3 separate regions of the Mus musculus genome follow, and regions 2 and 3 are each linked to region 1. Evidence: chromatin contacts called from public HiChIP or PLAC-seq data. All regions are on one chromosome and are shown on one strand. The core of a region is the stretch at or near the end of the contact, and the rest is flanking DNA. Distances in the headings are between cores, read along the strand shown.

What was found. HiChIP or PLAC-seq counts read pairs in DNA pulled down with a chosen protein or histone mark.
Region 2: a contact with region 1 is called in a FOXA1 HiChIP or PLAC-seq map of pancreatic cancer cells. The contact joins two enhancer-like sites. A contact is called at or near these places in 1 of 484 Hi-C or Micro-C datasets (the G1E-ER4 cell line), 1 of 115 datasets of contacts at active chromatin or transcription factors (pancreatic cancer cells) and 1 of 9 other capture datasets (embryonic stem cells).
Region 3: a FOXA1 HiChIP or PLAC-seq map of pancreatic cancer cells shows a contact between it and region 1. The contact joins two enhancer-like sites. A contact is called at or near these places in 1 of 39 promoter capture datasets (the 3T3-L1 cell line), 1 of 115 datasets of contacts at active chromatin or transcription factors (pancreatic cancer cells) and 1 of 9 other capture datasets (pancreatic islet).

Annotation. Positions count from the first base shown.
Region 1 is chr7:98,569,991-98,572,690 of GRCm38.p6, forward strand. No RefSeq gene overlaps it. Among named protein-coding and RNA genes, the nearest start is that of Gm23040, 64 kb to the left of the region's middle. Within about 2 kb of position 1,326, at least 49 of the 459 cell types and tissues checked have an H3K27ac peak or open chromatin away from gene starts, as enhancers often do. A contact at or near this core is called in pancreatic cancer cells, where this site is marked.
Region 2 is chr7:98,382,253-98,384,952 of GRCm38.p6, forward strand. All of the region lies in intron 6 of Gm44507 (a long non-coding RNA gene), which reads right to left. Among named protein-coding and RNA genes, the nearest start is that of Tsku, 22 kb to the left of the region's middle. Within about 2 kb of position 1,344, at least 35 of the 459 cell types and tissues checked have an H3K27ac peak or open chromatin away from gene starts, as enhancers often do. A contact at or near this core is called in pancreatic cancer cells, where this site is marked.
Region 3 is chr7:98,323,161-98,325,860 of GRCm38.p6, forward strand. No RefSeq gene overlaps it. Among named protein-coding and RNA genes, the nearest start is that of Acer3, 15 kb to the left of the region's middle. Within about 2 kb of position 1,346, at least 9 of the 459 cell types and tissues checked have an H3K27ac peak or open chromatin away from gene starts, as enhancers often do. A contact at or near this core is called in pancreatic cancer cells, where this site is marked.

The sequences.
Region 1 (2,700 bases), core at 76-2,575:
ACAAAAACACATTCTGACCTATCAATCTCTGTTATAGCTCACACATTTTAAAGTAAATCATTCAGATCAATAGTGATGGCTGTGGGCCGGGCAGGGGTGGTGCGGGCTGGGCAGGGACGGTGCACAGCTTTAACCCAGCACTGGGAGGCAGAGGCAGGTGGATCTGAGTCTGGGGCCAGCCTGGTCTACATTGTGAGTTTCAGGATAGCCAGGGCAACACAGAGAAAACCTGTCTTGAAAAGCACAAAAAAAAGGTGATATTAATATTATTTTGAGAGACTTTTATGTAAGGAAACTTAAGAATTTTTTTAGGGTTGGGAATGTAATTCTCACTGGCAGAGCACTTCCTTAGTGTATGGGAGGCCCTAGGTGTGATCCTCAAAATGAAAAGGGGGAGGGAGAAAATGGCCATATATATGGTCATCCATATATATGTATTTAATATACATATACTACACATATATTTAATATGCACACATATATTAAATATACATATATATGAGTGACATCCCAGAACAGCAAAATGAAGTGGGAGAGCTTTGTTCTTCCAGATATTAAAGTGAAACTTGGTCATTTGTGATCCCAGCTCTTGGGATGAGGCAGGAGGATGGAAAATTCCAGGCCAGCCTGAGACACCTTACCTCAGTAAACAAAGAGACCCAAAGCTACCCAAAAATTCATTCCAGGTGAATAAAAGGCATTTGCAAAAAGTAGTATTTGATTTTTTTTTTTAACAAAAAGATAGGTGCCTTTCTTTCTGGGCTGGGGTTAAAAAAAAAATAGATTTCAAAACAAAACCAGAAGCTCACAGCATGGGTGCACCCCAGGAGTTCGCAGCATGGGTGCATCCCAGGAGTTCACAGCATGGGTGCACCGCAGGAGTTCACAGCATGGGTACACCCCAGGAGTTCACAGCATGGGTGCACCCCAGGAGTTCACAGCATGGGTGCACCCCAGGAGTTCACAGCATGGGTGCACCCCAGGAGTTCACAGCACACACCCCAGGAAGTGCCCTGCGCTCACCCAGAGGCAGAGCAGACAGACTGAGCTGAGCTGAGTCTATGCCGGTGCCTCTTGGGTCCAGCTCTGCCTGCTTCCAGAGAGGTCAGAGACAACTTGTGGCACTCTGCCCTGTGGGTCCCCTAGTTGCAGTAACAAAGTGGCACACACTGGGAAGCTCAAAACAACAAAATGTGTGGTATCTCCTCTTTCCTCTCCGTGGTTTGGAGACCCACTTTCCCTCTAACAGTCCAGGCTGTGCTCAGACACTGCAGCCTGCCGGGTGCTGGAATCCAGCCCTGAGCTGATTGCACCAGGCTTCCCACTCCTTACCAGAGCACAAGTTGCTGGGCCTGGGGAGGGGAGGAGTGGGATCGGATTGGGTGGGATGGGGTGAGGGTGAGGGGCGGGAATGACTCAGTGGCAAAAGTATTTCTCTTGATTGCAAGGATCTGACTTAGTAAAGCTCTTGCCTTAAACCGTAAGGACCTGAATCCCAGAACCTGCATAGAAGTGCCAAGGGCACAGCGGGCTGGGCTCATAATGCCAGAGCAGGGGAAGGCAGAGACAGGCAGAGAAATGCCTAGACGCCATTCGCCTACTAGGCTAGCCTACTTAACAAGCTCCAGGCCAGGAGGAATCCTTGTCTTAAAAAAAACCAAGTTAAACAAAGTGACAGAAAAGGAACAACTGAGCTGGGTGTGAGGCCAGCCTGGTCTACAAAGTGAGTTCCAGGACAGCCAGGGCTACACAGAGAAACCCTGTCTCGAAAAAAACCAAAAAACCAAAAACAAAACAAAACAAAAGGAACAACTGACTCTGGCCTCTACGTGTACATACGTGTGTGTGCACACAAAACAGCACTAGTTATGCTGAGCTAGGGCCAGCCTTGGTTAGCTTAACTTGCTTACCTCTGTAAAGACCTTGTTTCCGGGAAAGATCGCATGCATGGGTACCAGTGCTTGGGGGAGATCCACTTTAACCTGTACCTCTAGCCTATTTTACCTTAGCAACCCTGAGTTGCTGGGCACAAGTAGCCCTGAGTTCAGTGACTCTACCTACCAGTCTCCAAGTGGGCATTCATGGGCCAGCATGTCCATGTATATCAAGGCTTTTGAGCTAAGGATGGGAAATTGGTCATGATGGCAAAACCCTGAGCAGATGAATCCCAGAGACCTCAGGGGCTTAGAAGGAAGGCCAAGGGGATGGTATTTGGGGAGGTGGCTGGTGTGTGGCAGGCTCTCAGTGAAAAGAGACCTCTCACTCCCCAGGGTTTCAGGACCTTCTGGGGGAGAGAGGAAACCCAGCGGGGTCTTCCTGTGGCTGGGAAGCCCCCACCCCCACCATGAGGCAGACCGGTGTTGTCTTTTTCCTAATTCTCTCATGCATGGTCCCTTCAGTCCCCCATGTATTGTCCTGTCAGCGTCATGATGTCTGAGGAGAATGTGACCCTGAGGGAAAGAGCAGCCTGACCCCAAGAACAAACCAGTGGCCTCTGGGAAAGCAGCCTGAGTTTCCAGACTCATGTCAGGAAGCAAAGTCTTGACCCCGCGAAAGGAACTGAAGGATGAAACCTGGGCCTCTCAGTAGGCGGTCTGCCGGGCCCCAGTCTCTCTTCCCCTTCTCCAGAGCCTGGCCCCATTGAGATGCAGGGATGTTTATTTGTGTGTGTGCGTGCATGTGGGAAAACAGAACAAGATA
Region 2 (2,700 bases), core at 94-2,593, 190 kb before region 1:
GTCATCAAGTCTCTAGCCCTTCATACTCCTGAGGATCACCAGCAAAGGTCCCTGCTGCCTGTCTACTATATGTCCCTCTACATGAGTGCCCACTTCCAGCCCCACACAGTGACCTCTCCTGCTGAGTGGCATTTGGATGCTATGGTGCCTTCCACTCTCTCTGCCTCACTCTGTTTCCAATGTGCACAATGCCCTCTCCCTTGAGCCCTGGGGCTCGAAATCTCGTGTCTCCAGTTAAAGACCCAGGAACTGGGAGCACAAGCAAGTTCTGTTCTTAAAAGTGGGGGCTGGGGGGCATGAAGAAAAGAGGTAGCTTGGGGCGGGGGAAGGAACACTAGTGGAGAAGAAGAGAGGAGGGGGTCAGAGGGCAGGAGAAGGGCACTGTTGCATCTGTATGTGTGCCCAAGCATCCTGTAGTCCACAGTCAGGATCCTGCTGGGTAGAGAGAGAATTTCATCAGAATCAGCATGCCAGGATCAATTTGACAAGAGGGATGCTTCAGTCCACTGCAGGCAGGGAGCTGCCAGGGTTGGTTAGTGAGCTGCTAGTGGCCAAGGTGGGTGCTTCCCGACACTGACTAAATCCTCCTTTAGAGCTCCAGGAGAGGAACTGCTGCTCAGGAAAGGAGGAAGGGTCCTTGTCTACACCTGCCTCCATGATCACTATTGCTGCTTGTTGGGAGAATGTCAGGAGTGCTTTCCAGAGTCCATGCCAAGGCAACAGCCGAGGCCATTTGGTGACCCTGGGAGATGGCACTCGTGCCTCTGTTTTACAAATGGAAGTTTGGGGAAGGAAGATATTATTCAGCAGGAAGCAGAAGTGACCCATGAAGTTAATTTTATGCTACCGTCACCTACGGATGGGGGCCCTGAGAGATAAGGTACAAGTGGCGACTTAGCTGGAGCTCCCAGCAGACATGACATAGTTCTGATCTTAGTCCTCACTGGCCCACAAGGAGAACCCTGTTGTTATCATTCCCTTCTTTCGGAAGCGGGAAGCTGACACTTGAATCCAGCCTTCCACACCAGAGTCTCTGCCTTTAACTGCTTCTCTTAAAAGCGGGGTTCCAGAGAGAGACCTAACTATGTTCCGTGTGCCTTCTCACTGATGAATGGGGTACATCAGGCCCTTCAGCCAACAGCACAGGCAGCTGGTCTAACCCCGGAGGGACAGCCACCAGCCTGGTTCAGTGCACTTCCAGGTTGGGGCACCCCAGACATGGTAGGTGACCTGTGCTGGTATTTTTTGTTTATCTCCTGGGACACAAGCCAAGTGTGAGTCTGTTGAAACAGTAGTCGCTTGAAGCTTGCTTGAGGCAATCAGCTAATGTGGAGAGGAGAGAGGAGAGGGTGAAAGGGCAGGGCAGGGACACTGTGACTTGTGTGTCATAGTCAGAATCCTGCCGGATAGTGAAAGAATTTCATCAGAATCAGCATCCTGGGAGCAATTTCACAAGAGGAATATTTCCCCTCTGGCAGTGGACATTCTGCCCTGGCCAGAGCACCTGGTCTGATGTAGCCAAAAACCTGGGGTCTGGGGTGGGGATGGGGTGGAGATCCTTCCTTGGTCAGGGCTAGCTGCCTACATAATCTAAAGAACAGCTCACTCCATGGGCCTGGGTCTCTCTGAATGTCCAGGGTAGGGGGGTCTGGTTCTCAGGTTCTTTTTAGCCCTGCATCCTCACTCTAATGCTCCTTAGATGGCGCTTACTTTTCAAAGACAGGAAACTCCTGTTGTCACGCTCCTTAGAGGACAGAAGTTCCCAGCAGCATTTGAATTTCCCCTGAAGTCTGGTTTTTGACAATGGTCTTCACTACTCAAGGACTGTCTAGGGATTAAGGAGAGAAAAGGACTGCTGTTCAAACATGGGCATGCAAGCTGCAAAATATCCACAGACATCTACGCTGTCTGGAAAGTGGACCCTTCTCTTACCATGGGCCCGGATTCTGTCTGAGCATCCCAGCAATTTAATAGTTCATGCCTGATGGGCATCTATCTGCCCTAGCCTGGAGTGCTAGCAAATATTTAGCCATGGTACCACACCACCATGCTGCTGCTGAAATGAATTACTACCACACGAGGAGATGCAGGGTGGTAGAGGGGAAAGGTCAGATTCACATCCTGTTGTAGCGCTGACTTCCGTTCGTTCGGCGTGCTTTGGTGTCCTGCAAGGACCACATTGGTGCAGTGTTTAAATGAAGTCAGGGTAAAGCTCTTATATGGGATTGACATACACATGCAGACCAGCAGGCAGTGTTTGGGTTCCAGGGAAAGAAAGTGGACAAAAGAGTGATCTAAATGACCCATGTTCAAAGGCTGGTTCTGTCACTCATTACTATAGTTAGAATTGTGCTCTCCACCCCCATTCTCTCTTAAAATCCTAGAATACCTTAGAATATGAATATCTGAGGAGAGGTCCAAGTGACAATGAAGTCAGAAGGCTAGACCCTGATCACATATGACTGGTATCTTCGTAGGAAAAGGAGATTTGCATGTGGACCCACATGTTGGAAGCCACGTAACTGTAAAGATGGCCACCCACTAGCCATAGAGTAAGAACTCAAAAGCCAAGCCCATTAACTGTGGTGACACATGCACTTAATCCCAGCACTTGGGAGGCAGAGGCAAGTGGATCTCTGAGTTTAAGGCCAACCTGGTCTACAGAGTGAGTTCCAGGACAACCAGGACAACAGAGAGAAA
Region 3 (2,700 bases), core at 96-2,595, 250 kb before region 1:
GGAAGATAGACACAGCGCAAGACCTGGGGCGGCCCGTGTATGAGAAGTGCTACAGAATCAGGCTGTGATAACGTGAGAAAAGAATCTTGGCATCTTTGGGTGTGAGATGCTCTGGGGAGACCACCATAGTAGGGAAACACAGGGTAAAGGTGCAGAGATGCCAAAGTCCAAGAAATTGCGGTTTGGGGTGTGGAGCAGAGGCTCAGAAGAGGCCGAGAGAAGACATGGCCAAGGCAGTCAGGGGTGGGGGTGGTGAGCCTCAAACACTCTCCTGGGGAGCAGGGGTGGGAGGAGGGTCAACCCTAGAGGTGCATAGAGGCATCTGAGCAAGGTAGGGGTATGGTCTGGGTTGTGGAGGGTCTCCTATGATATTTGATACAGCCAGAGGACATCAGCAGATGGCAAGGGACATTTCTGCTGTGACAGATGATTGTGTGCTCGGCAAGGTTTCTGGCAAAAAGAACACAGTCAAGGGGATGTGGAATGCAGCAATGGTGGCTTTGACTACACACACATGCTTGTTATTTGTTAACCAGGCTCTGCTGGAGTCAAAGGTGTGGGCAGATGGGGGCACAGTTAAGGATGCTGTGCTGGCAAGCTCGTAGGCCACTGGGGAGAAGGAAGAAAGGAAACAGCATCATTTGCCTTTGAATAGGTCCTGGGAGCCATGCCAAACCGACATCCCATGGGTGGTCCCCTTCATTAACAGTGCTGCAGTCAAATTCCAAAGTATTATCTTCACTTCCAGGGGCCAAAGTTATACTGGCCACTTATCTTCTATGCCAGGTGTCTTCATGGAAGGCATCCAAATCTTTCTCTTATTTGCTTTCCTTATTACATATGTAATTGTCAGTAATGACATGATTGGGTAATATCTCACAAATACTGGGAACTGTTTCAGGTGCTGTAGCCATATTTTATGTACAATATCTTAGTATCTACAATAAATCTATCACCTAAATACCTTATTATCTTCATTATAATGAGGAACCAAGGCACACAAAGGGGAAATAATTAAAAATACTATAATTATGTGTATACGTGTGTGGAATGGTATAATGCACATGCCAGAACAAGTGCCCTTGAAGACCAGAAGAGCCATCAAATCCCACAGAGATTAAGTTCCAGGTGACTGTGAGCCATCTGATGTGGGTGTGGGAAACTGTGTTGGCTAGTTTTATTTTGTCAGCTTGTCACAAGCTGGATTTATCTAAGAGAGGAAACCTCAACTGAGAAAATACCCCCATCAGATTGGCATGGGGCCAGCCCTTGGGGCATTTTCTTGATTGCTAAGATTTGGAAGGGCCCAGCCCACTTGAGCAATGCCATCCCTGGTCAGTTATTAAAAGTGGGGGAGGTGTATGAAAAAGCAAACTGAGCAAGTCAGAGAGAGCAAGCCAGTGAGTAGTGTTCCTCCATGGTCTCTGCTTCAGTTCCTACCCTCCAGGTTCTCGGCCTGGCTACCCTTCCTGAATGACTGTAGCTGTGAGGAGAATTAAACCCTTTCCTCTCCAACATGATTGTGGTTATGGTGTTTATTATAGCAGTAGAAAGCAACCTAACTTGAATTCAGTTTTAGCATTATGACTACCTCCTGGATAGACACTGAGCCACAGGTATGTATGTTAAGCACAAGAGCTGGCCAAGGGAAAAGTAACTTCTTAGGAGACACGATGGAGCTCTGGTCAGAGCATAGGTGTTATGACTTTGACTGTGAGCTCTGTTCTTACCCCTTGGAGGGATGGGAGACTAGGGTTATGGACCTACCTCTTGGCTTCACGAATGACTGACAGTGAGATCTCTGGACAAGTCTCTTCAGCTAGGCCAACATGATGTGCTTGGACCCAAGTGTTCCTGTGAAGGCTGAGTCCCTGCCCCTGCTTTCATTTCTCTAAGGACTTCCTTTTGCCTCCTAAACTGTGCCAAGGCCCTGTATGATGCCACCTCCCTCCACAATGCCTTCTGCTACTCCTTCCAAAGTCAATCTTCCTGAGCCATGCACTGGTCTCCTCTTTGCCCTTCAAAGAATCAGTCATGAGCTGGGAAGTTGGCCCAGAGGATAAAGATCCTGGCTAAAGAAGTCCGACTAGAGACCTAATAGGGTCACTGTATCTGACAACCTGAGTTCCATACCAGAGGTCTGCACGCTAAATCTCTAAACTGACTTCTACGGGTTATCCTCTGATTTCCACATGTACTCTGTGGTATCTGCATGCATACATATGTACACACACACACACACACACACTAATAAAAAACCAAGTTCCGAGACAGGAAGGAAATGGTCATAGATTTTTCCCAAATTAATTATTTTAAAATTTTTAATATTCATTTTTATTTTTTTTTTGAGATAGAATCCCATATAGCCCATGCTGCCTTCTTGCTATGTAGCTGGTAATGGTCTTGAACCTCCGATCCTTTGCCTCCATCTCCCTTTGCATGCACCACCACTCCCAGGTTATGCCACGCTGGGGATTGAACCCAGGGCTTCATTAGTGCTAACTAAGCAGGCACTCCGCCAACTGAGCTACAGTCTAGCCCCTTATTATTTTTATCTGGATTTTCTTTTTAATTAATGTTTTAGTGAGCACATAAAATAGTGTACCTTTAGGACATTTTCATACATAATATATTAATCTTTGTTTTTAATCCTGAAGTTAGACAGTGCTGGAGTTTGGTGGGAGTCGCCTTGGCCTCTGA